2 separate regions of the Sus scrofa genome follow, and region 1 is linked to region 2. The links are chromatin contacts, called in public HiChIP or PLAC-seq maps. All regions are on one chromosome and are shown on one strand. The core of a region is the stretch at or near the end of the contact, and the rest is flanking DNA. Distances in the headings are between cores, read along the strand shown.

What was found. HiChIP or PLAC-seq counts read pairs in DNA pulled down with a chosen protein or histone mark.
Region 1: a contact with region 2 is called in an H3K27ac HiChIP or PLAC-seq map of skeletal muscle. The contact joins the enhancer-like site here to the promoter of ZRANB1 in region 2. A contact is called at or near these places in 1 of 5 promoter capture datasets (liver), 8 of 47 Hi-C or Micro-C datasets (embryonic fibroblasts, heart right ventricle, liver and 2 more) and 2 of 2 datasets of contacts at active chromatin or transcription factors (alveolar macrophages and skeletal muscle).

What each region holds. Positions count from the first base shown.
Region 1 is chr14:134,306,896-134,310,424 of Sscrofa11.1, reverse strand. It overlaps ZRANB1 (ubiquitin thioesterase ZRANB1), which reads right to left. Exons shown (of 10, transcript XM_013983854.2): 3 at 2,748-2,935; 4 at 217-370. Among named protein-coding and RNA genes, the nearest start is that of ZRANB1, 55 kb to the right of the region's middle. Within about 2 kb of position 2,089, at least 10 of the 83 cell types and tissues checked have an H3K27ac peak or open chromatin away from gene starts, as enhancers often do. A contact at or near this core is called in skeletal muscle, where this site is marked.
Region 2 is chr14:134,252,156-134,255,607 of Sscrofa11.1, reverse strand. It overlaps ZRANB1 (ubiquitin thioesterase ZRANB1), which reads right to left and starts at 1,681. Exons shown (of 10, transcript XM_013983854.2): 1 at 1,501-1,681.

The DNA of each region.
Region 1 (3,529 bases), core at 840-3,339, 54 kb before region 2:
AATGACACTTCCAGCTGCTGTCTTCCTTTAGATCTGAAGTATTAGCTCATGCGTGGCCCTTGCACTAGTCACTTCCAGTAAAACAGGATAATTGAGTAATTTGAGATCCACATATAGTAGCTAAGTTATCCGTTTTCTAACACAGACATTTTCATTCAGACATTAAAAAACTACAATAAAGTGGAAATTTGTTTTCACATTGAAATTTGGAGTTACCTGCTGGCAACGTAAATGTTACAAGGTCAGTTAGAAAATAGCAAGCAAAATCCCCCTTTCTCTGATGCAGAGAAGCAGCTATCTCACGCCGGATTTGCTCTGTCAGTTCAGGACACACCATTGCTGGAATACACTTTGCAGCTTGTTGAGACACCTTAAATACAAAAGAAACTTTCCTCTACATCTCGTTTATCATCAGTGGAAGCAGAAAACAATAGTATTCAAAAGAAATTACCAAAATCTCCCAGTAACTCAAGGTGTTTTGTTTTTGCTCTTGTTTTAAATATATGAGGTATTGGGTGTTATTTCCTCAACAGGTAAGTATATACCAGTACAACTTTCCTGAAAAACAGTGATAAAAATGCTTTACCCTCTCGTCTCAGTAATTCCACTTCTTAGTAGAGTTTATCCCAAGGAAATATATAAAGATGCATACAAAAATTTATGTAAAATGGAGTTGTTCACAAAGATTCATTATTGGAAGGGAAGGGATGACCAAAAAAAAAAAAAACCAAAACAAAACAAAACAAAAAAAACAACTTAAGAATAACATCATGCCCCCAACACAAACATCCTTTTTTTAACTTTAAAAATTTTTTTAAAGTTTTACTGAAGTATAGTTGATTTACAATGTTGTAAAAAAAAACATTCTTAATGGAATTCCAGCTCACAGAGAAAGGAAAATACAAACACTCTTCTCCTGCTCTGTCAAGAATATTTCAAGTACCCAGACACAGAATAAAGAAAAGCGTGACCCTTTTAAAGAGTTAGTTCCCAATGACCTCAAGTCCCTCCCCACTTGTTTTAACTCCGAATTTTTAAAACAGCATCTGGCTTCTTCAAGCACAGAGCAGGCAGCAAACCTCCCAAGTGGTACAGCTCGAGAGGAATGAACTCCGGGCACCACCACACAGCCCCTCACCAAGGACTGGCCAGAACTTTCCCATCCTTTTTAAACGATGAACAAACAGTGAAAAGCTATTATCTTGCAGTTAACTCCTATTCCTATTGTGGAGCTCAAGAAACCTATATAGAGAACTCAGAAATCAAAAGTGAGCATCTGCTAGAGAGAAAGTCAGGCTGGTGTGGCCCTGAGGGAGCCAGTTAGCTCTGAGCTGTGCTGTCGCTACATATGCAGCCACTAACCTGGATGACCTTCCCGAGTGCAGACTTCCAGTCACAAGTGGGGCCTGGAGCAGCAGATCTTCCAACAAGCCACACCAAGAATAAGTTTGGCTGATAATGTCGTCTACCTAAACATCCGTGGACAGCTTAATTGTACGTGCCATTAAGGTAAGTAAGCAGTGTTTTGAAAACCCTGCATGACCATCAGACATCCTATTCTGCAAACTCCTGTGTGAAAATTCAATTCGCCTCAACTTTATTGGCCAGGATTACCAGTAACTCCACAAGCCTAATCAAAGCAACACTCAAATTATGGAAAACCAAATATTAAAAAAAAAAAAAGAAATTTTTGCAAAGAAGTCCATGGCTTCTACCAAACTACAAACAAGGTCTATGATCTAAAATCCAATTAAAACCCCAGTCCCAGACACATATTCTCAAAACAGAATGTTCTCCTGTTCTCGCCCCAAAAGTACTTGGCCCTGCACCCTCTCTCAGGCACAGCCCTCAGTCCGGCTCACACTCTCCCCTTTGCAGTCTTCCTACTGGCCCTTCTGCCCTGGCCCCTGGAGTCTCTGTTCCACTGAGAATAAACACCACTGCCAATTTTATTCCTTCCCTAGAACACGCCTCCTTCCTACCTCCCCCATCATGTACCAGAGCTGGTCTCTGTGTACCACAGACTATGGCAGAAATGCTGGCACGTCACTTCCTACCTTAAGTTACATCTAGAAGACACCTGACTCACCCTCTCACGCTCTCCTTTCTCAGCCCACTTGCTCGGGGTGAAATCAACTACCACATCACAAGCAGCCCTACCAAGGGGCCCAAGTGACAAGAATTTGAAGCCTCCTGCCAACAACCACATGAGTGTGCTTGGAACCAGATCCTCTAGCCCCAGTTGAGCCTTTTGACAACCCTGGCAGTTTGTAACCTCGTGAGACCCTGAGGCAAAATCATTCAGCTAAGCTGCTCGTGGATTCCTTACCCCCAGAAACTGTGTGAGATAACAAGTGTTTGTTGTCTTAAGCTGCTAAGTTCTGAAGGGATTTATTACACAGCCGTCAACAGTAAATACACTGGGGCTCTATTGTCCTCGCACTGTTAGTCCCCAGAGAGCTCTCAGGAGGCCGGGGACTTACACCAGTCCCTCCAGAACCTGCTCACAGTCCTCGACCAGCCTTGCAGCCCTTGGTTCACAGCTGCCTTCTCTCTCCGTTCTCCAGACACCACCACCAACCAAACTCCACACGCTTTCCCTGCCAATACACAACCCACTTCAAAAGCAGAGTACAAGACCAAATCAAAAACATTTAAGAACTGAGACACATTATAACATCAAAAACGAAAGCTAAAGAACACATTTCCCTCACAGACAAGAATGTTTAATGGAGAGCCACACTCACCTCTGTGAGCAGTATTGCTAGCATATCCTGCCTCTGAAAGCGTATAGCCAGATGGACCAGCGTATAGCCAACGTCGAAAGCGGAAGGCCGGTTCAGCAGGCGCACTTCATCTGCAGTGAGCTGGCGGGCAATGTCCCCTCCTGATGATTTGTATGCTTCTATAGCAGCTAAATCACCTTCTACAACCCCTGAAACAAGCATCAAAGACAGAAAAAAGTTTAACTCTGTTTTTCTTCAAAAAGCATAAACCTGTAGCATTCACTCTAAGTTCTTTGATTCTCTGTGCTTCTTGGATTCTGTGGCATCATTCAAATGTCCTAAAGAATATAAGGAAAGTTATGGCATATTCCTTTCCCTTTCATTTCCTTCCAGAAATAAAACTGCCTAGTTAGGCACTTACCATCACGTCAGTGCTGGCTCCATACTCTGGTAAGGTTTAGAGAAATTATCAGAATATATTAACTGGATCAAAAATCAACAATCTGGTACGAATAATTAGATTTCACAAAAGACACTAAACTCCTGCTCTGGTCTTTAGACAGGGATGTGCTTCCCATCTGTGTTGGACTGCTTCTCCAGCCCTTTACACTGCCACTGTAAAGCTGAGTCAAGGCGTTCCTGCTGTGGCTCAGTGAATTACGCACCCGACTAGCATTCATTCATGAGGGTGCGGGTTAGATTCCCGGCCTCACTCAGTGGGTAAGTGACCTGACGTTGCATGAGCTGTCACATAGGTCGAAGACCCAACTTGGATCCAGTGTTGCCGTGGCTGTGGCATAGGC
Region 2 (3,452 bases), core at 432-2,931:
CTACTATCCATGCACATTTCAAGAGTAAACAAATGGGTGTCTCAACGCTCTGAAGCATTAATAAAAGGTGTTGAAGCATCAACAGAAATAAAAACCCCTCATGGCATTCAAATAATATCCTCCCCAAAGATTAAAATGTGCCCTTGCTGTCCTCTTAGTCCCCCTAACAGCCCTATAAAAATTTTTAATAAAATTTTAGTAGAAGGAGGATACGGCGTATCTCGTTATACGATCCAAAGTCAAGGGACCAGCAGGTTTCTACATGTCTTCACAATTACCTCATTTAATTCATAAGACTAATAACCAGGAGGAGCGATCCGGCTTAATTTTTCACAAACATAGTTTAGATTACTTTGCTAAGGCCCTTGGCACAAGCCAAGATCAAAATTCCTTATGGTTTCCCCTGGCTTATGTTCTGAACACTGAGTCATCCATGTTTGATGAAAACATGGGTACCCTTGAGGTCGCACAAGTGATAAAGAAATCAACTAAAGAGAGACCTCAGAGAGAAAAGCCACTCATTATGTAACGTTTCCCAGAGCTAAAGATTTCTCTTCAACTGTGTTCCCCAAAGAGTATTTTTGTACATTAAATGTACTGACAACAAAATATCATACGGCGAGCACACAGACCAAAATACTGGGCAGAGGAGACGGCGTTTAACCTGAGGGTCTACAGAGTTACGGAAAAGGCAATCAAATAACTGAAAGACTAAATTCTCAACGAGAGAGTTTCAAAACACCAGCGTATCTCAAAGATAATGGGCCGGCTCAAACTTCCAGGCTGAACCTAAACAGGTCCCTGGTGCTTAATGCAAGTATGCATTTCAGTCCTTTTGTCTGTGAAATGACCCACACCAAGCCACAGTGGAGAAAATAGCACCCAGTCGCACTGTACAAGCGTAACTGCGAGGAGAGGGGCAGACAGTCTTTCCACCAGTTCCAGCTCCGCCTCCCCAGCCCACCCCCGTCGCCCCCACCTTTATTTCCTTAGACAGAAAAGGCGACCAGTGGAGGCCACCGCGGGAGGCGGAGAGGAAGCCACCAAGGGACCGAAATCCAAGTTTGGGAACCTGCACCAACTTGTGGCGACGGACCCAAGTATTTCGGGCCTATTGCAGAATGGGAGCAAAATCCCACTCATCTGCCCGTAGGTGGCAGGAAAAGAAGTTGGGGGGAGGGGGAATCTGGCGGAAGAGAGGTGGCCGGGCCGGCGGCGCGTCCAGCCAGCGCGGCTGATCGATGGTCGGTAAACAAGCCGGCGGACCCACCCTCCCACAGCCCCGGGCCTGTCCCCGCACCTGGAAAGCCCAAGATGGAAGCACAGCGGGGCCGGGCCGGGCCCCCTCCCCTCTCCCAGCCTGCGAAGCCGCCTCGGGGGGCGCGGGCGGGCCGCCCGGGAGACCGGCGGCCTGGGCGCCGTCAGGGAGCGAGGGGCCAGGCAGGCCGCGGCGGGGCCGCGAGGGGCCTGCGGCGGGACGCCCTCCCGGGGCCCGGTTACCTGGCGGCGGCGGCGGCGGCTCCTCCTCCAGCTCCTGCTCCTCCTCCCTGTCCGACGCTCGGCGCCCGGCGGCCGCGACGGCCGCGGCGACTCCCGGAGCAGCCCGGGGCAACGAGCCGAGCCCGGCCCCTCTCCGCCTCCCTCCGCGCCGCCGCCCGCCCCGCTGCTGCCGCCTCCGCCCTCTCCCCTCAGTCAGGACATGGTCTCCGCGGGCCCGCGCGCGGCTCCCGGCTGCGGGAGGCAGGGGCAGAGGGGCGGAGAGCAGGCGCGGAGACGGGGGGGGCGCCGGGGGAGGGGGGAGAGAGGGGGGCGGCCTCGGACGCTGCGGGCTCCTAATGGCGGCGGTGCGGGACCCCGGAGCCAAATAAACCCCACGGCAAGCTGCACAACGTCAAGGCCGGACCCCGCCGCTCGCCGCCCTGTCATTGGCCCCGAGGCCGCGAGCGGCGCAGCCAATGGGCAGCCGCCTCTTTCCGGGCGCAGAAGGCGGGCCGCGGAAAGGTGACGTCACCCCGGCGCCCGGCCCGATTGTGAGGAGCCCCGCCCTCTGTGCGGCGGCAGGCCCGCTGGGGCTGCGGGACCTCGGCGGCGGGCGGAGGGCGCCGGGAGGCGGCGGGCCAGCGCGGCGTGCGCAGGGTTTGGGGACGCAGACTGGGCGGCGCGGAGGGCGTCGTGGCAGCTGCACTGCTCCGCGTGACTCTTCCCTGCGACTGATTCACCACCCTTCTAAGTCCACCGCGAAGGCTCCCCGAGCGGACTCCTTAGTGCCCGATTCGGCCTCACTTTGCCTTAGGGAGTTTCAAAGTCTTGATACCAGGGAGGATAAAGATTTAGGTTTTGAAAGTTTAATCTTTATGTATATTTTACGTCTGTTTTTTATTCCTGCTTTCGAGACGGCTATCCATTTATGTGTGTGTATGTGTATATTTATAATGTATGTATTATATATGTACCCATATACATCATGAAAAAGCATGAAGTTATATGCCAATTATATCTCAATTAAAGAAAAAAAACTTTTAAGCCATGGAGGCTGCTTTTTGTGCAGTCTCCACTACCACCACTACCTCCTACCTAACTCTAGTTTTGGGTAAACTGATTTTCTAGTGGTTGCCTTCTCTGTGAAGTCCAAGAGTAAGAAAGAGGATATGTTATAGCCGTGGAAAAAATACAGCCAGGAGAATTAGCAGAGCCCAAGTTCTAAAGAGACTATGTTAAGGAGTTACCTGGTAGCACAGCAGGTTAGAGACCCCTCCTTGTTACTGCTGTGGCACCGGTTCCATCCCTGGCCTGGGAACTTGTACATTCCCAGGGAGGCCAAAAAAATAAAAGGATTTATAAAGAGAATATGTTATATGGTGATGTATTTTGTGTATTTCTTTTTTAATGTAACCATAGCCAGATAGTCTAAGTCATTTTGCTATTTGCTAAGACCCCATGAGTATGTCATATTTTTCTGGCTGGAAAACCGTTTTTTCCCAGTGAAATTTCACCCTGCACTTTTCACAGTTCAGATTTTATTTCGAGAGTTTGAATGACACAAAACACAGCAGCTCTTTAAAAGTTGTAAACCTCTTTAAAAGTTATCTGTTGAAGAACTACAGCGCTGTCAAAGGGCATTTAGCAGTTCTATTGAACACCTCAATAGAAAGAATGTATTTTTCAGAGTTTAATTGGATTTTTATAACTTGGGTGGAGACTATCTAGCATCACTGTACCTGGTATTCGTAGTCTCTCTTTGCATGTGTATGGCAAAGGATGTGTGAGCTACTTCACTATGGCTGAAGAGTAATAATCTATATAGCTTCCTTTCCCCAACAGTTTGTTTTGTAATTATTGATATGTTTTATCCTCGTAGCCATTTCTATGATAGATTTTCGATAACCACCACCTTTCCAGAGAAACATTATTTGCTCAAGGATGCATCAATAAATTGAAATGCAATAGTCTTT